2 separate regions of the Oncorhynchus mykiss genome follow, and region 2 is linked to region 1. Evidence: chromatin contacts called from public Hi-C data. All regions are on one chromosome and are shown on one strand. The core of a region is the stretch at or near the end of the contact, and the rest is flanking DNA. Distances in the headings are between cores, read along the strand shown.

Region 1 (2,700 bases), core at 165-2,664:
ACTCTTTTTCACACGCCCAATACTTTCCTTTTGATACACACACTCCTCATACTCCATTTGCTGTATTGACATGAAGCTAACCCCTTCCAGCCCCCTTCCTGTTTGCTTACTAACGAAATGACACACTCCTCGACCACTTATTGATTTCTGGCTCACGGAGGATATACGACGGAGGATGGTCGTTTGCCCAAACAAGAAAACCCCTTAGTTTCAGCAAGTGCACTGTGCCATTAAGTAAGAAAGGGTGCACAGCTCCTGCTTCTTCCAGATGAATAATATTTTGGTTCCACCTTGGCGACCCATTTTTTGTTTTGCCATGGAAACGTCTCCAATGTAGATTTTATTTAGTAATTATAAAGTTTTCCTTCTGGGTTTTCTCATTAGGCAGAAGTCTATCCTCTCTCCTCCGTCCTCTCTTCTCCATGACCCGAAACCAATAAGTGTCCGAGGAGTGTGTTAGTTTGTTAGTAGGCAAACGGAAGTGTTCTCCCCTCCTCGATAGCCACCTTTTATCGAGGATACTCATGTGTATTCTACTGCAGAATCATTTTTAAATTTTCCACACCCCCTTTGAATCAGCTTTTGTTTCATCAGAGAAAAACACTTTTAAAAACAATATTCTACTTATTGTTTTATCTATAAAATGTTTTGCACAACAATTTTTTTGGACTTTACACATTTATTTTGGGATGCTCCTCCCTGTTATCTTAATTTGCCTAATGATGCTCCGAGCAGAGAAGGACCGGCTCATTTCAAGCAAAAGCATTTCCATCCACGTCCACTCTCCTCGATTAACTGTGGCTTTTTTCAAGAGGAGAGAGGACGCAGTCTGGTAATGAAATCTAATTGAAGAAAGACCCTTGATGTGAGACATCCTTGACACATGAAGGCGCTGTTCGCACAGCAATCGGTGGAGACGTCAAGATCTTTCAGCATTACTGTCAAAGATTTGCTAAACTAACCCAAGATTGACCATAGCATGTCGATTCCAATGGGAGCAAATTAATCACAGTGGGCCGAACAAACAAGGAAGTGGGCAGAACCAAGCACGAGCTAGGGAGATTATATTGGCCCGTTCTAACATGTGTTTGCATATTTCCGTTAGGGAACGCCTACTCTGTGAAGTGCGTGTGTGCAATTGCTAATTTGGCCCTTGCACTCATTTTAAACAACGCCATTTTGGGGGGAAACTTTACCCGCAAAGGGTAAAGTCTACAAAACGTAATCCACTTCGTAACAGATTGTAGTTTTCTTAACAGTATTAAACTCAAATGTTTCACGGATGAGAAAATTAGCAGACTATCGTCCAAAATCCTTCTCGCTCCATCTTCTCTCACAGCCGCCGCTTCCCCTTACCACCATATTTGGTTGTGAGTGGGACACGCCAACCGGATGCTTCAGATTTATACATCCGGTGAAACGTCTGGTTCACTGTTCTGTCTGTGGTACTGTCTTTGCTGCCCCTGTAACCGTTTTCTAGAATTAACGTTCGGATAGTCGTAAAATACGATTTCCTGTACATTTTCAAGAGGAAGCATTTCGAAAAATGAGTGGAATTCCAGGCACCGCTGTCATTCAAATCACCAATCTGTCGTCTGCCGTGAGTAGTGAGCAGATGCGCACTCTCTTCGGCTTTCTTGGGGACGTCGAGGAGTTACGTCTTTACCCCCCGGAGTAAGCGCTATCAATTCGGCATGCCTAATAAAGAAACACCCAGGATCAAGGGCCTACTCCGCACGTTTACCATTGGTGCAGCTAGCTACCGGAGTTTACTTAATGTAGATAGATAGGCATGTATAGCTAACGTTGACTTGTAAACTGTGTTCATTCAACATCCATGTAATTTCTAATATATGTCTGTGTTCTCTTACAGCAATGCACCACTCCCCTTCTCGTCCAAAGTATGTTACATAAAGTATCGAGAGCCTTCCAGTGTTGGCGTGGCGCAACATTTAACCAACACTGTATTTATTGACAGAGCTTTGATCGTAGTCCCATGTGCAGAAGGTGAGTATGCTCAAACTCATTCAAGTGATGATGTTGACATAATGAGTGTTTTGTGTAGTCAACACACTTCCTGTGAAATTGTGTTGTCTATTGGTTCGTGAAACCGCTGAAATTCTAACGTTAGTATCCTACATTCAAATAGCAGGTACATGCAAGTGTTTCTTTCCAGTGTTTTGCTGTGTTGGTTTCCATTAGGAATACACATGAACACAAATGCACTTTCACACTTGCACTGTATCCCAGATCCAAGATGGCCTAATCCACAATGAGCACTCAATTTATCCTAAGCACCTGTCACAACTAGCTAGATATAAGCAGTGTGTTTTGTCATGGGGCTATACACAATATGAAAATAACATGATCATTTGCACGGACCATGGAAGGCACATTGTAGTAGCAGGAGTAGACACTTAGAGTAACATCATAGACTAGTACCACCTCACTGTATTCAATGACAGTTTATGCTGGTCTGGCAATACATCATCCACATTCTTGCGAAATAACACTTGACTCGGATTCTGATGTTCTTGACAAAGGTTGACGTGATTGTTATGGGTATAATGCATAGTGATATGGAGGTGATTTCAAGGATGGTAGAATAACATAATAAATAATTAACTACTTCTTTTCTCTCTTTATTTTGTTTCATTTTTTTTTTTTTTTTTTTTTTTTTTGCTTAATCTCCCTGTCTTC
Region 2 (2,700 bases), core at 48-2,547, 130 kb before region 1:
AAAACATCATACACATTACACTGACCATTTAATAGGCCAGTTTCCAGGGTCCAGACCCAGATTAAGTCTATTCCTCGACCAAAAAGCACTTCAATTGAGATTCTCAATTGGGCATGCTTTTCAGTCCAGAGGTAAATGTAATCTGGGTCTTGGAAATTGGTTTCCACTAGGCTAGGCTAGACTGGAACATCGTGACAGAATCCTCTCTTGTAATGTAATTTGCCCAGGAGGTGATGTAGAAATCATACTATTTCAAATGCTGTTAATATTTGTTAAAATTCAGTATATGCTATTGCACTTGTAGCACTACATTGGTGGTCTTCAGTCGCTCTGTTGTATTTGGGAGTAATTTATTTAACCAAATGTTTAGGATGATCCCAGTCCTTCTTAGGCACTATGTCTAGTAGACAACATTTGGTGTATAGACGTGTCAGCCTCAGAATTTTATGTCATGTCACAACAACCCTTATTCCCCAATTCATCTTCACAGGCGGGACACCTTTACATGGGTGACATTTTCCCTACAAGAGGAGATTATAATTGATTCACAAGGCCCTGTTCCAATATGGCTGTGTTCAGACAGGCAGCCCGATTCTGATAATTTTTCACTAATTGGTCTATTAATGAAATTGGTCAAAAGGCCAATTAGTGGAAAAAAATATCAGAAAGCAGCCCAAGATCCTTTTCCATTTCCTTACATCATTCCCTCCTTCCTCTCTTGAAGCTATCACTGATGTGACCCTATAAAGGATGATGAAAGCTAGGCAGTGTATCATTACTTTAATCTATTGAAATGTTATCAGTGATTACGTCAAGGAAAGGAGGAAAATCAAGATCATGCGTCAAATTATTATTATTATTATTATCATTATTGTGACATTCCATCACCACCATCACTTTACTCTGGGATAATCTCAATTGAAATTGTATCGTGTCCTCTCAGCGCCTACTTCTCATAACCCATTGGATGAGAGAGACAGAGGTCCCGCCCCTCTGATCTTCTCCTCCAATGGGGTTTGAGAAGGAGGCTAGGCGAGAGGGTGCCCAATAGAGATTATTCCACTGTGAGTGAATGTCACTGGAGCTAAAACAAGTCTTGTTCACACAATACCAAATGTACATTATTTTCTGTTGTTAAAATAACCTTCAAAATAATTGTGAGTATCAATATAGCAGCAAATAATCAACTAAAATATGTCCTACCTCTCCACAAACCGTATTGGTGAACATCATTTACAAACGACAAACACAATTTTCATTGGTTATATTAACATGCCTATCAGGTAAGTGCACTCAGATGCAAGGTTGTCGCCGTACTGGGCCAACGATACAGCCGCATACACTGGTGTTGGCTCCGTAGACTGGCCAACTCAGTGTTCTTGCTACAAACGAGATGTATGCATACATTTTTGAATGACAAAAATAACAAGAGATTAGGACTGAAAACATTTGGGTGCGGCGTTCTTCTGAAGAAAGGATTCTGCTTTGGCGGATTTTTTTTTCTTTTGCCTTCTGTATTTCCTTGGCTGTTGTGGACATTTTGGATTCCTTTTTAGTTTTAATGTTCGTTTTTAAAAATTTACCCAAATACAATTATTATTTTTAACTATTTCCACCGTTTATTTTAGTAATCGCTTTTTGTTTATGTATTGTCTGACTGGACACTTTTTCAGCGAGACGCAAACTCTGAACAGTAAAGAACTTTTGAGGGGATTGGTCTCGCGAAAGAATGCGTCTGACTGATTAGCTAGCCAGCTAGCTAGCTAGGTGTAATTTAAGTGGATGCTTGGAAGAAACAAACCTTGTCGGCCAGCGAATTTATACAGTTTAAAACGTTGGTGGATTTAACAATTTTCGGACTATATATCAAATGAGAAACTAAATCGACACCGTTGTATGGTAAGTGAAGTCTAACGACACTCGTTATCACTGTAGCTATATGGGTAGCAGTTGGCTAGTGTGTGTGGTCATGAACAAACGCGTTAGCTAGTTATCCAGTCGCGTCGCTAGCCGGGGGGGGGGGGGGGGGGGGGGGGGGCTAGCTTGCACTCTTTACAGGTGGATTTCCTCACGAATGGAGTTGGCTAACTAATAATTATTAATGCAGTTTCGTTGGTTGGTTATTGTGGTGAAGCAAACTAGATAGTTTGGTTTTACAAGTGGCAATATCACAATCTGGCAATTTACGTGACTCGTTTACTTGTTTTGTTTTCTTACACTGGAATGCCATTAACGTTAATGTAGCTACTGTTTACTTTCCGTTAACGTTAAGCTATCTGACATTAGGTACTTTAATACCTAGCTAGAAGGCTACCAACCTACAGCCCAATTAATTATCTTGACATTGTCAATAAACAGGACTCGTGCCTCTAAACAATCAGTATAATGCGGAAATATGTTGTTGTTCATCGCTTCCTGTGTCGCACACCTTCAGTTCGTATTCGAGGACCGATGTCCTGCTGTACTCGGCATTTTCATTTAATTAGCTAATCTTATTAACAAAGGTAAAAGTTATCTAGTATCAAAACTAGCTAACTTCAATCAGTTGGCTTTGATCCTGTGTTATTGACCCGAGACAGTGAGGCTAATCTCGCGACGGATGTATCTGAAGGTGATAAGAACGTATCTAATGGCATTCTCACTATAGCTACCTAGCTAGAATGATTAGAACCCTGCAATGACTGGGATCTTAGTGGGTGG

Evidence for each region. Hi-C and Micro-C count contacts between places; a contact is called where the count stands out from the background.
Region 2: a contact with region 1 is called in a Hi-C map of liver, with 2.4 times the contacts expected there. A contact is called at or near these places in 2 of 3 Hi-C or Micro-C datasets (blood and liver).

The regions. Positions count from the first base shown.
Region 1 is chr5:24,486,189-24,488,888 of USDA_OmykA_1.1, reverse strand. It overlaps srek1 (splicing regulatory glutamine/lysine-rich protein 1), which reads left to right and starts at 1,414. Exons shown (of 14, transcript XM_021602210.2): 1 at 1,414-1,674; 2 at 1,874-2,007.
Region 2 is chr5:24,617,706-24,620,405 of USDA_OmykA_1.1, reverse strand. It overlaps LOC110522834 (erbin), which reads left to right and starts at 1,297. Exons shown (of 25, transcript XM_036977111.1): 1 at 1,297-1,899. The coding sequence starts at 1,897.